Linked DNA regions of Zea mays: region 1 is linked to region 2. Evidence: chromatin contacts called from public Hi-C data. All regions are on one chromosome and are shown on one strand. Each heading gives the region's core, a stretch centred on a gene start, on an enhancer-like site or on the middle of the called end of the contact. The rest is flanking DNA. Distances are from core to core; before and after follow the strand shown. Region 1 holds the start of LOC103639582 (beta-galactosidase 5). Region 2 overlaps LOC103639580 (a long non-coding RNA gene).

Evidence for each region. A called contact is a pair of places that touch in the nucleus more often than the background predicts.
Region 1: a contact with region 2 is called in a Hi-C map of ear, with 1.8 times the contacts expected there. The contact joins the promoter of LOC103639582 here to the enhancer-like site in region 2. A contact is called at or near these places in 3 of 25 Hi-C or Micro-C datasets (ear, leaf and tassel) and 1 of 3 datasets of contacts at active chromatin or transcription factors (leaf).

What each region holds. Positions count from the first base shown.
Region 1 is chr9:159,703,924-159,711,082 of Zm-B73-REFERENCE-NAM-5.0, forward strand. LOC103639582 (beta-galactosidase 5) reads right to left here and starts at 1,919. Exons shown (of 19, transcript XM_008662315.4): 1 at 1,229-1,919; 2 at 778-873; 3 at 573-685; 4 at 381-447; 5 at 190-282. The coding sequence starts at 1,396.
Region 2 is chr9:159,607,135-159,614,966 of Zm-B73-REFERENCE-NAM-5.0, forward strand. LOC103639580 (a long non-coding RNA gene) reads left to right here. Exons shown (of 2, transcript XR_559543.4): 2 at 1,507-2,027. Among protein-coding and RNA genes, the nearest start is that of LOC103639580, 5.1 kb to the left of the region's middle. Within about 2 kb of position 4,102, at least 7 of the 20 cell types and tissues checked have an H3K27ac peak or open chromatin away from gene starts, as enhancers often do. A contact at or near this core is called in ear, where this site is marked.

The sequences.
Region 1 (7,159 bases), core at 669-3,168, 95 kb after region 2:
TTTTTCAAGGTGTAACGACACAAACTAGCAAGAGCGTGTAAATTTGCTACACCAATAGTTAAAAAAACTTGAAGTGATTTAAGCTATTAACATGATGTATTAGCCACTAGGGGCAACTGATTATCCCCATATGCAGTAACTCGATCATCATAACCTTTGTACCAAATCTAAGGAAAAGATTATACTTGCCTGAGAGAGGATAATTGGGCCACCTTGGGATGCAAAGAGGTTTTCGCTCTTCATCATTCCCACAATTTTCTCAGTGAAACCCTGCATGGCCGTCTGCACAAACAGGGAGCAGCATTACAACGATGACAAGAAAAAAAAAGGTGTCTCCATCTAGATCCAGGACTGTTGGTGGGGTGATTTCACGGGCCGACCTTGAAAGGTTCGTTGTCTGTCCTGAAGCTGATGCCCGGTACATACTTCAACCAAACTGGGAAGCCGCTACGAAATTGCATGCATAGCAATAGAAGTCAATAGACAGGAGTACTGCATGCATATCCACCAAAACTGGAGACACGGTAATGCTCCATTTTTAACGGAGGTGATTTCAGGAAATGGAGAAATACCCGAAGTTCCACTCGCCACAAATGTAGGGACCGATGCGGAGATGTACAAACAGGCCAGCCTTCTGGACCGTCTTTATGAACCTGACTAAATCGTACCTCTCCTCGAAATAGTACTGCTCGAAGCGAAAAAAAATACCATCCGAATCCTGTATGAGTTAATGATGATGGCAGCGGAATGGAATAGCAGAGGTGTCAAGTTTCTTACATTTCCAGGCGTAGGCTCATGTCCGTTCCAAAAGACATAGGTCTGAATGACATCCAAGCCTCCGTCTTTAGCTTTCTGAATCAGCCCTTCCCACATCTGATTGAAAAGAAAAGGCAAGAATAAGCACTCACTTCAGATCCATAGATTCTAAAAAATGCCACAAAACCACCGAAAATAGTTTTTTTTCGTCGGAAATTTCTTAGCTTAGGTTATCCAAATGCTAAGGGACCAAGAAACACGGTTGCTATAGAGAAAAACACAAGGGAGGGAGGCAGGAGGGGACAATCCCCGAGAAAATCTCAAACCCCATCCAATAAACTAACCGTGGAAGAAAGAGGGGCGGCTAAAACAATTTGCTTTTGAGAGCATTGCATCAAGAAACAGCTGACCGCAGCCATAAACCTCTCCAGGGAATAGTGGGGGGAGAAGAGATTTTGTAGAATGCAGTTACATCAGGGGTGCTCCTGGGGTAGTGTATGGATCCGGAGAAGAGAATCCGCCTCTGCCCATCAATCAGCACCGCCTTCTTGTCGTAAGTCACAGCGCATTCCACGGCGGCCACCAGAACGGACACCGCCACTGCGCAGCCCAGCAGGGCAGCCGGCCACCACCTCCTCATGGCCAACCTCCCCGCTCCAAGAAGGTGGGCGAAGAGGAAGACCGCAGCGCGCACTGGGTTTGCGAGTGCGCGAGACTGTGTGGTCTTCACACACTTGTGAGATCTTCCCCTTCAGCACCACCTCCTCCTGCTGACCTGCTCCTCCTCCTGCAGACCTCCTCCTGTTTTGGTTGCTCCCTTTCTTGGATTTCTAGGATTCTTTGGGCGGGTTCTTGGGAGGAGCGACAGTGAGCCTGGGACTGGGAGGAGTAGCTGCTCGGCTCCAGTGGAGCTTTTGGCGTATGGCGTGCTATTATAATGGCTGTGGCTCCTCCCACTGTCCGCGTAACGAAGTGGAGAGGAGAAAAAAGAGTGGGCTTGGAAAAGAGACTCTAGCCGGCTAGCCGCGACCCGTGTGTGTGTGTACGGAGGCGGGCGGGGCACCGCCGCGCCGGAGGGGAGGAGCAGTACAAAGATGGCAGCTCATCATGCTGCTGGGTGGCTGACCATGGTCCATCGTCCTTCTCTGCTGTGTCTGTCTCCCGGGGGGGCCAAACTAGCAATCTCACTACTAATGGAAGATAAAAGTCAAAGCAGTAACTGAAGAAATTATTGATGCTCGTTTTTTCTACTTGGCTTTGTTTGGCAATGAGCAACTTTAGGTCCTGGTGGAATCTACCGGCAGCTAAGAGTTTAGTTGGTTAATAATAACCCACAGCTAATTAGGGAGCTAACTATCAGCTGTCTTATGTTTTGATCCGCTAGGTAAAAAGTGAATCATTAGTAAAACCATCTCCAACCATTTCCCCCACATTTCTCTCACTATCTATATTTTCTATTATATTTTACTACATCATCCCAAAAGATACTTCCCCACGCACAAGACATCTCAAATTATTCACCATATTCAACACTCATATATACTATAATTCAGTTATTTAATATTTATCATCATTTTTTAAGTTTGAAAAACCATAGACTATTTATACTAGCATAATACACATTATTTTCATATTATGATACTTAAAATCATTAATATTACAAAGAAATAAAGTGATTAAAGTACGAGAAATTAGAACTCACCCATAAGGGCTGGTTTGGTGGACATGTAATTGGAGGGGATCCATGGGAGAGTAATTGAATAGGGAGGGGATTATTCCCCCTTGGATCCCCTCCAATTCTCTGTCCACCAAATCAGCACTAAGTGGGGGGGGGGGGGATTTCCTCTCTCCCCATATGGGGTGGACGGTGGGGGAGCGGTTAGAGAGTTGTGTTGGTCTGTTGGAGAAGAACATAGCAGCAGTAGTCGAACGACGTGGAGGCGACAGTGCAATCGCGAGACAAGGGGCACATTTCCTGAAATAGAGAGAAACAGATACAATCTGCGGGCACCTGAGCTCGATGGTTAGAGATGGCAATGGGTAATCGAAACCCGAATAACCAACATGTTTTACCTGATATGTAGACGGATATAGGACGATTATTCTATACACACGGGTATGTTAATGGGCAACAACATCTATCCCGTTAGGTAGATGGGTACGAGTGGATACTACTCATATCCGTAGGTAAAATATACCCATATCATACTGTTATTATTATCTAATAAAGTCCATCTTGATTAAAATAAAACCCTTTCATATGTTTGTTATATTTAAAGCTGAACTTTTTTGTGTATTTATTTGACATTTTGTATCAGAATATTTGAATTTGAGACATCCTTATTAGTGGGTACGGGTTACCCGACGGGTAAAATTGCCCATGCAGATACGGGTATGGTTAGGGTTTTATACTCGCGAGCATATATGGGATAACCTGACGGGTATATTTTTTTGTGATGGGTACCTACACTACAAGAGCTACAGTCATTTTCGGCGGCCAGAAGACGCCGAAAATAAGCTATTTTCGGCGGTCAGGGTCCAGTCGCAAAAAATAACTCTGGTCGCCGAAAATGGTATACGGTGTTGTTGTGCTAGAACGTCGTCAAATCTTATGGAAAGATACGACGAACAACAAGTTAAGGGATGAAAAATAGATGATAGACATATTTTGGTCGACTGTATGTTGGTTAAATGTCTCAACTCCGTCACGATCCTCTCGTCAAAATATATATATATATATATATATATATATATATATATATATATATATATATATATATATATATATATATACACGAGGATGGTCGTATCCTAATAAAAAAACTAATCCAAAGTGTATTCGACAAGTTTTAAATTCTAAAAACCAACTTAAAATAAATCGACTCGAAATCTAGCAAAGTCGGCCTAGCCAACCACCAAAATCGGCTAGGTCAGGTTTTCACGAGTAAGTCGGAGTTGTAGCTGGCCTAGCTGATTGGGTCTCTGAGGCAGTCTAGCCCGGTTCCAATGACTTTGCCTGGCCGAATGGAGGTGCCGGCTTGGCCGACTCTAAGGGCATGTTTGTTTTGGCTTCTGACAGCTTCTGGCCACCAAAAGCTGCTGCGGACTGCCAAACGCTCAGCTTTTCAGCCAGCTTCTATAAAATTCGTTGAGGCAAAAACCATCCAAAATCAACATAAACACATAATCGGTTGAATCGTTGTAATAGTATGAATTCGTCATTTTCTAGATCCTGAACCCTATTAACAACTTTATCTTTCTCCACACGTAATCGTAATAATACTCAGATTCTCCCTACAGCCAGATTCTCCTCACAGCCAGATTTTCAGAAAAGCTAGTCAGAAAAAAGCTGAACCAAACAGGCCCTAAGCAAGAGCAAGGACTGTTTCAGTTTTGTGTGTCAACTGTAGAGCTGTACTCCCCCTACTCCCCATTCTTCAAGAAAATAGAGTACATGTTTACCAAATGCGATTACACTTTGTGTGGGGAAACATGTAAGGAAGACAGAGAAGGTACAGTACGATTAGCTGCATAGACAACTCGCTCGTTATTGTGCTGGCAACTACTACAAAATAGAAGGTGCTAAGTTTCGTCTGAACAAGAGCATCAAAGCCTCACTGGATTGATGGGTTCCATAGTGCCGGCACATTTGCAAGAGTCACGGTGCTATAGCTAGTGGCTTTGCAGGTGTAAATGCCTGCCGTAAGAGCTAAGCTGGTTGCTTAATAAAACGGGTGCTCGTGCTCCTTTAACTACCAAGACCGCCTTTATAGCTTATGACACACTACACTTCCAAATATACCTGTCCTTTTGCCTTTTTACATGTCCCTGCCGTTGCGATCTCGACAAGGACGCACGCAAGTCATGTTCGTTTAATCAATTCGTTCTAAATGAGATGGTGTATCATAAATCCATTTTATAAATTCGGTAGAATAAACTTGTTTCTCATAGTATTACTAAATATTAGTCTACGACGAATAAAATGGTGATTGATCAACCCACATCATTCTACGAACCAAATAAAAAAAAAAGTGAGTGTACTACAGCATTCTTCAAACCAAACACGCTGCTGTCGGTGAATGTAACGGTAACCCTCCTTAGGTTGTAGAACCTGGCAGTTGACATTGACACAGCAATGTAGTGTATGCACTATCACTCGCATGTTGTAGTCTTGTCACTCCATAAGACACCTAGCTGCTCGTCCAGAACGGGAAATGGGGCTGACAGGTTAGTTACGCAACTACCATACGTTAGTGTTTTATTGGATATGAATGTGTCGGGGGCAACGCATTGTACTCTGGTCTCCGTTGACCCGTCCCTATCTGATCGAGGCATATCTAGCCGAACCGAACGTATCCACTCGACCACGATGGAGAGGATACGCCAAAACGTCCAGCAGCCTGCCGAGAGCGCGCCACGCATCCCACCTGTTGACGCCTTTTTGGAGCGCCAAACATTCAACAAGAACCGATGGCGGCGCTCTCTGGTCAGGCGCGGACGGTCCGCGGCCAGGGGCCGGACGGTCCGCGACCTGGTGCAGGAGCACGGATTTCCTGCCTGACGGCTGGACGGTCCGCGCCCTGGGGCCGGACGGTCCGCGCGTGCGCAGGGGCGGCAGATGATCGCCGGCAGCGCTTGGATCTCGCTCCCGGGAGGGACCCCGTCGGGGAGGAGAGATCCTAGGAGTTGTCTAGGCTCGGGCAGGCCGACCTAGACTCCTCTAATCGACGTAGAGTCGAGGAGAGGCGAAGAATTTGGGGATTGGAAGGCTAAACTAGAACTATTCCTAATGCGTAAGGTAAAAACGAGAAATAGACTTGATTTGTTCGATTGATGGGGGCTCAATCGGCCGTAGCCCTTCATCTATATAAAGGGGAGGTCTGGATCCGTTTCCAACTGTTTCCCGAGTTAATCCCGCGGTTTTAGGTAACAAATCCCGCGAGAAACTAGGAACCCTAACTGACTCTGCGCGCGCGCGGACTGTCCGGACCGCGGACCGTCCGGCCTCAGCGCTGGACTGTCCGCGCTGCTCAATTTGACTTCCAACATATGCCCCCCTGCCTTTTGGTGAAGGTTGACGAACCAAAAGCATATGAACTAAGCCTGATGTAAGTCACCGGCTTTTCAATATGGAGCTCATTCAATAAAGCACCAATGTATAAAGGCCGTTTCAGATTGTATCTTTCTCGGCCATGACCGTTTGATCAATGGATCAATAGGAATAGAATGGAGGTGCCCCCCAGCCTGGATAGACAAAGGGACTATACATATACCATGGATTCATCATCGTACCATTCCATGTTTGAACAGGATAATATACCGACGATGAGTAAACAGGTGGAAAGTACCTTGGTCTCATAGAATGAATAGGCGATGCTTGTTGTGTCGCCTTTCGAGCCGTTTTGTTTACCCGTTTTGTTTTAGCAGGTGACCGATGTTTCTTCGTTGACCGATCACGTAGAACGGTCTTCTTGCTAGTATTCTTGGAGAGTAACTGATCAAAGGTAGAGTCAGTTTTGATCAACCGACCATATGTGCTTTGCCGTTGCGTCTCTTTCCCTTTTAAGGCTTTGTGTGGAGGCTGACGTCTTTGGCCATATGCGGATTGTCCGGCAGAGTTAGCCGAACCGTCTGTCTGAGCACCGGACTGTCCGCACGTAGGTGTCACACCGTCTGTGATGCTCAGGTCAGGCTGTCGTGCTTGGCTCATTAATTGTGCCTGCCCCCGGTGCCTCCGGACTTTTTAGCCTTATCGTCCGGAGCCTTTCGAGCAATCTCCTTTTGCGATATATTTGACGTGCGAGGATCGTCAATGATGATGTCTTTGCTTTTGCTTTTTATCGGCCATTTCGGGCCGAACTAAGATCTTTTCGCATGCGACATCTATCGTATTAACAGGAAATGGTTGTGTGTCCACTTGCATTTCCTGAAAAGCCAACCGGCCTTCATTTATGGCCGATTGTACCTGTCGACGAAAGACATTACAGTCATTGGTGGCATGAGAAAAAGAATTATGCCACTTACAATAAGCACGTCTCTTTAATTCATCTATATGAGGGATAGTATGAGTTAATTTAATGTTGTCATTTTTAAGTAGCTCATCAAATATCTTATCACATTTGGCAACATTAAAGGTAAATTTAATCTCTTCTTGCCGATTCTTTTGAACCGGTTGTAAGGAAGAACATGCTGAAGATTTGGCCTTTGTTGGCCAAATAAACTCAGCGGTATATACATCTGCGGATTCATCATCTGAATTATCACGCTCTATCAGATGTATAGCACGGGCGGTCGATTTTGATGTCTCTTTAAAGCGGCTTTCACAGGCTAAAGCCCGCTGATGTAGCTGGGCTATCGAAAAGAACTGGGTCCCATCTAATTTATCTCTTAAGTAGGATAGCAA
Region 2 (7,832 bases), core at 2,852-5,351:
CAACCAGAATAGATGTGGAGTCAGTGTTATAGCATGGAACTTCATTAAGTCCAGCATCAAACTTAGATGACTCTAGGCTATTCTATGTACAGTGATTTTAGGTGCCCATTATTGTATTAAATGAAATGAAACAATATCTCAGGGGTTTATATTGGATATGCCAATCTTTTTTAGTCATGTAATTGAACATATGGCATTTTATAACTGCTGGTTTTCTATTACACTGATTTATTTTAGTCTCCACTTAAATTTTTATAAAGTTTGTGAACCTTGGACTCCTGAAAATAGACCATCATTCAGAGCAGGTGAATAGTGATTCCTTAGGGTGTTTGTTTTATTCCCACTCTTTGGGTGTACTGCTACATTTAACTAAAAAAACTTGACCTATGGGGGTAAGATAGCCTCAGACATTATATTAAGAATACCTTCTCACGCTGGTTGAAAAACTATGAACCCCTGCTCCACCCATACACAACGGTACCGTAGCCGATGTGAGAAACGACGTGACCGAGACCGAGCCTTAGACTGTGCTTTAATGTGGGATATACGGGAGGATTTTTAACCATAGCCTGAAATTCACTCCCGTGAGGTATCGAACTCAAGACCTGAGGAGTACTTCTCGGACAACCTAACTAACTCAGGTAGATGTCCTTTCGCTACATTTAACTACCGATTTAATATTATGAATTTCATCTTCTGTATGTTCTTAGAATTAGAGCCATGCATTTTTTTAATGCCGCATCCTGGACCTCTTATAGTTTCCCTCTTGAACTGCTCAAGGTAACTTAAAACATATTATCACCTGCTGCTCCTTTAGGCAACTAGTGATGCACTGATGCGTTTTATTTTTTTTTTCTCATGAACTGATATTTTAGTATTTTATTTGTTTATGTCATTGTGTGGTGCTCATAAATCATAATTATCCTGGTTGGGATTGTTTTGCATCAATACACTATCCGTGTGTTTGGCAACCACGACTCAGCGTGTGTTAGGACCAGCATGAAGTTTAGTGATTCAGTATGTGCTCATTTTGTCCTGGTCCCATTTCCCCTTAAGGGCATGTTCGTTTGATCCTAAAACCATAGGAATTGAGGAGGATTGAAAGAGATTAGAGATGATTTTAACTTGTAGGGGATTTAATCCTCCTTAATCCCTATGGTTTAGCACAAAACGAACAGGGCCTAAGAATTTTGGTACTCATCTACTGTAGGAAAAATTATTGTTGGCACAGAGAGAGAGAGAGAGAGAGAGAGAGAGAGAGAGAGAGAGAGAGAGAGAGAGAGAGAGAGAGAGCTGTCTGGTGCTTGTGCAGTTGTGCAGTGGGCTCCACTGTCTGCAGAAGTGACGTATCCGGAATTCAGTTCTAAGCAAAGCCGTTTTCATATTTCTTATGGATCGTTTGTGATTTACTGATGGTTCTCGTTCGTGCCTGCATTGATCGTCCTGTGTGGTTGCAAATATCATCTTGGTTTTGGTCAGTAACAAGAGAAAGGTTCAAATTTGCAGGGTGAGGCAATGAAGAGTGGGGAGAGTGGTAGGGAATGGCAACTTCAGATCCCGGAGGAATCCCCTGTACATACTGCTCTCTTCTTGGTCTTGGAGGAGATAACCTGAGACTCCCTCAGGTTAAGCCCCAACGCAGCGAGCCCTCGCAAGAGGAGCTATTCGTCTGCACGTGCCCATGAACTACTCCTGCAACTATTCTCCACACTAACACTGGTGAGCTCATCCGGGTGGGTTCTCCATCAAGTTGAGATCTAGTGATAGCTAACTACATAAGTACGCTACTACCACCACCGTCCACCATTAGTTTCTCATTTCTGCAAAAGCTTGACAGCGTGCTCAAGACTGGAGATGGGGTGTTGTGCCTTGCTACTTGACCCCTGTTAGACCAACTACTAGAATGGAGATTGGTGGACTAAATGCTTAAATTTGTAAAGTAATGTAGTGTAATCCTGATCCTGAATCATCGGTTTCACTCGCGCTATACAATTCTGATGTGGTTATCTTAAGGGCTTGTTCTGTTGCGTCTGGATCGAAGTAGATTGGAAGGGATTAAATCCCTCTCTAGTCAAAATTGAATACAAGGGGATTTAATCCCTTCAATCCACTCCAATCCAATCCATACACAACCGAAAAGGCCTAAAGGGAAAGGCCCAAATTTCCGCTACAACTAGCAATGCGCCTTTTGCTACTACAGGACAGTGCAGCCGTGCAGGCATGCCAACAGCAGTGTGTCGATACGGACATCGTGTCCGAGAATACGATGCCTTGGCAGGCTTGGCCTCCATTGTAACGTTAGAAAAGACCAGCGTGAGTGCGTGACTGATCGTTCATGTCCCCACTGAATCGAGTCCAGCGTGACCCAGGCCACAAGGAACGAACCAGAAAAATACAGTCGCGTATTGAACCGTCCGTTTTTCAAAAACGGGATGAGAACTGGGATAGGTATGGGCGTATGGCCGAGAACTTGAGAGAAAATAGTTACGATCTGTTCGGATATTCTAATCAGAGTGTATTGAAATAGATTGAGATGTATTTTGATTTGTTATGAATTTAAACCGACTCAATATCATCCAATTTATATAGATTAATGGTAAAACAAACAAGCCTTTAGACCAAGTTTGGATACTTTAATATTGATCTCAATCCATATGTATTGAAGTGGATTAGAGTGTAACTTAAACTAATTTACACTTCAATACATATTAACACACGTGGATTGAGAACAATACTAGAGTATTAAAACAAAGTCTTAGGGTGTTTTCTATCCGTATTTATGGTATTCTGTATTGTATCGGAAAATTCCAATTTTTTTCTCGTTTTAATATGCAGGAGATACTTTGGTTTAGTCAATCAGTCGGCCCATAAACTTGGTCCACTGCCGCTAGCCGGCTACAGCACTAGTGCACTGTACACAACCCTAGCTCTTGACTATTTTCGAACGGCGGCTTCTGTTTTCGTGGCCAATCCGTTGCAACGGCGGTGCCTAGGCCGGGAGTCCCTGCTCGGCTTATCCCTTCGACATCGCGCTTCGCTAGTGCTTTATCCCTGCGTCCAGCGAACCTCAAACACAGCCAACCAATCAGACCCTTATGACTAGTTTGAAAACTAAAATATCGAAAAAATTAGAAAAGCTAAAATCTATTTCTTATTTATTTAAAATTAAATAAAAAAAAGATTTTAGCCCTTTTAATCTCTCTAGTTTTATGGTTTACAAATTAGTTCTTAGTGTTTGTACCGCTAGTTGCTACTTAAATATGCTTGCCTGCTTGTGTCGTGCGTGCTTGAGTAGGGCTGCTAATGGCAAAAAAATCTAACCCATTCCTATTCATACTCAAATATAATAACTTTGATATCCATCCCACATCTAGCTTAAAATATAAGAAGGAAATTAAACCTAACCCATCCAATAATATTATTGACCCCAAAATCAACCCGTAATTGGGTGGAAACCCATGTAAACCCCGTGGGTTCAGATTATTGTCTCACATCAAGCCAACTGCATACACATACACTGATACACAATAACAATTTTATAGGTAGTTTCAATGATGTACAAAAAACATAGTCCACGACATAAAAAACAGTGACAATAATATTATACACTGATACAAAAACAAGTTTGGTCGATGAACATTTAAGTCTCGAGAAAATAACAAAAAACATATGTTAAAGATCCTTAATGAACAATAATCTTTTTGGCAAGAAATATAAACTAACAGCAGTGGAAAGAGTCTCTGATCAAGCTCGAAGCTAGCAACAGGGGAAAGGCACATCTAAGTAGCATCAGAAGCTCACCGAACAACACATAAATCTCACTGGAAGTGAAAAGAAAAGAACCATGTGTGGAAGAACCATGTGTGGATGGATGAAGACCTATGGAAACTCACGCCTATGCAAACCCATCTACACCCATGGATATCAACCATTTTGACCCACAATACAAAATAAACGCATCCAACCCAACTCATTTACAATTAAAACTCACCACAACCACCAAAATAAACTCATTTTTTAAACCCGCCTAAAATACCCACTTACATCCACCCGTTTGCCGGCCTGTGCTTGAGGGCACGAGCCACAACAGCCACACGCGCACAACAGTAGGCTAGCAGCGGTATTAGGCGTTACAGCCAGGCACAAGAGGCTAACAGTAGCAGTCCATTACAGCTACACGTGCACAGTAGCAGCAGCATAATAGGAGCACAACAGCGTGTAGTCCGTCCGCTTTCGTTGTATATTCGTTTGTATTTATTCGTTTTCGTATACATATATATTCTTTAACCATTTTCGCTACCGTCTTTTCTGCTTCCGTTTCCGTTTTTAATAAAAAAATATGGTAACGAAAACAAGAGACGTAGTTTCCTGCCCATTACGTTCGTTTTCATCCCTACACACACGATTGTGGTTCAGAGAGCCATGCCCATGTCATGTTTTGCCCACATTCCGTCAGTCCAACTGACTGAAAAGCATCTCCCAGACCTGAAAACGCTGACCAAGTGACAGATAATAGTCACTATGTCAAGCAGAGTCTTCCGCCAACAACAGCTGAAGACAAAGGGGGTGTTTGGTTTGCCCCTGCTAAAATTTAGCCTCTATCACATCGAATGTTTGAACCTCCGTTCGGGGTATTTAATTTGTCAGATTATAAAACTAATTTCTCAGCCGAAGATTAAAAAGTGAGACGAATCTAGTACAGTTGGTTGGGTCTATATTTCATACTCCTATTTGAAAGTCAAACGCTTGATGTGACCCGGACTAAACTTTAGTCCATAGAACCAAACACCCAAAAAGGCTGTTTGATGTGACAGTAAAGAACAACATCCTCCACCACTTGATAAGCAGGCAGGACGATGTTCCCGAGCACAACTCACAGCAGCATGATGACACATTGGAGCACCAAAAAATAGGCCATGATCGTCCTCAACCTGTAGGAAGAAGCTGACATGCAATTTGGCATGAAATTCATTGTATGATGGCGGGAACATGTTGATGAGCATGTCTTCATTAGTGACTGCGAATGCTCACTACAATAAACGAAACAACTTACAACGGTCAAAGCCATCGGACATAAGCTTTAAACCGTCGGAGATAGCATATGTCCGATGGTATTTAGTTATCTCTGACGGTCTCTGGCCGTCGGACATATGGGTCGGAAATAACGTAATGTCCGACGACAGCCGTCGGACATAAGCTATCTCCGACGGCCGCAACCACCCGTCGGAGATAGTAAATATCAACCGTTTTACCGGTCAGTTGTTGGGACCCACAGCTGTTATGTTCGACGGCCTGACGTCAGCCGTCGGACATAAGGGTTTGTTATCTCCGACGGTTTATATTAAGTCCTCGGACATAACCAACCCTTATGTCCGACGGCTGACGCCAGGCCATCGGACATAACAAATTTCAGAAATTACACAAAATTCTGTTTTTCAAAAAATCTAACATTTACAAAAAAACAGATTTCTTGCAAATATACGCAGAGTTCATATACAACCACATATTCACAATCACAAATATACTCACATAAGTATCCACATTCACAAATTTAACATAACGACATATAGTTCCAAATAGTCTCAACAAGTCTTTTACATCAACATATAGGTCCAAAATAAAAACTGATATTGTTCGACGGATAGGGTTTGACATGAACAGTAATAGTTCCAAATTAAACACATTTGATGAACTATCACTCATATCCATCGTCTGGTTGGTTCGAGTTATAGCCACTTCCTCCGGCTGGACTATGCGTGTTGAAAAGGTTGTTCACCCAAGAATGTGATGTGTCGTCTTGACCAGACCCATCTCCAGGTGTGGCAACTGAAGCGGGTGGTGTCTGAAATCCCTATAACACACGCACATGAAATAGTAACCACTCAGTTTTTTATTTAAACACATAAGACATCTATGAACATGTCACACACGCATATGTGTACATACCATAGGGAATTGTGACGGAGGCGGAGGTGGAGGCGCCAGCGTTGGCATCGGCAGTGCAGAGTCCGGAGGCGGCATCCCATATGTGGGCATCGGGACGCCCGCTTGTTGGGCTAGAAGCTAAAAATTATATACAAGCCATTGTTGAGCAAATAAGATACACATCCTGTGTTTTGCAAAATAAGGTACAAAATGTTACTTCAAATTACCGAGAGAAGAGCTTGATTTTGGGCCTAGAGGTTTGCATAATACTCGTCCTTCTTCTTCTGGTACTCAGCTTGTTGTCTCTGGTACTCAGATTGTTGCCTCTGGTACTCCAATTGTTCCCTCAAAACTGATTGATGATACTCTACCTGTTGACGCAACACTGCAAGCTCTATCTCTTGCGCGGATGATCGTGAACGGGACGACTGTGAAGACGACGATGTGGAATGTCGTCCACGGCGTCTCAGCTCCCTAGAATCAATCGTAGAATAAAAAAAATACCCAACCTACAAGAGTGAACCATGCATTTAGTATAGTAAATCATGGACGAAGTTGAATCGCAAGCATATGAGGATAATTTTGAAATCCAAATCAAATAATCCCACTGTCCATGGGCTTGTCCTCCTGCGCTAGCATATGCTGCCTGAGGGTCGATTGGCTGGCTCCTCCAATCGTACTCCTGTCCATGGCGTTGAACCATCTCCTACCCATACGAAGCCTGGAGGCAAACAATATCAAATATAAGTGCATAACCAAATTGATGGACAAACACATAATAGAGTACCAAAAACTCACTAGACGGTCGGTGGCCGTTTGAGTGCATAAAACATCAGGATTCTGAGGATCAGAACCCCTATGCCCTTGCATATACACCTCCACATCTGTGGCATACGGCCGAATTTGACTTCCTGTACATACAAGTTAGAATGACACATTTCTATGTAATTTAAAGTTACAACATACTGTGACTTACCATTTGCTTAGCCAAGCGCACATGACCATCGCCGCCGTAGTTGTGGAACGACTCAGTCCCACGGTTTCCCCTGCTCCTTTCGGAAATGGCACGAAACTCAAGGGAAGCCCACCATCTGCACAAGCCCTGATAACCCTCTGATCGGGTGGCCATCCACGGCACTGACACCTACATGAAATTTTTTCAATAAAGCAAATACATGGATTCGTGCGATATGAGATGCAACAGCCTGTTTACCTTAAGGTATTGCTCCTCCGTAAGGTAAATTGATGACCACTCGGCCTTAGTATTTGGCATCGGTCGATCATCAGCACTTGCTCTGTACCATGCCTTTATAGCCTGAATTCGTGCATAGTACATTGCATCTGCAACGACATCGTTCACGTTATACTCAAACACGTAACGAGCGTTCATATCATATGATCCATCGTCCGACAACTTGTCCGTTTCTACAAAAAATTAGTGTTATCATAAAAGCAACCATATATGGGATAACTAAATTAGTATAAACAATTCATACCCAGAATGCATCCCAAACTAGTGCCTGTGTGTTGCCAAACGTTCTACAGACACCATAGCGATAATGCTCTCAAGTGGTGGCGAGGACAAACTCGCCACTAGGCAAAGTCACAAGACCAGGCCAGTGCAGACGAACAAGATTACCAAGGACCATGTTCACCTGCCTGTAGTGTCCTGTGTCTGTGAACGAGTCGTCGATCCAAGTCCTGGAAACAGAAAACAATGTAGAAATTAAAACATAACTTTCAATAACATTTAAGCAAAGATATGTCACTCACTTTCCACTAGGCTTTATCAAAACCCGAGATTCGGGTGGAAGCTCTGGAGGTGGTCCAACAAAATACAGCTTCCTCGTTCTCCTAACTCGAGAAGTTCTAGACCTAGCTGCGGAATCTCCACCAACCCCAGAATC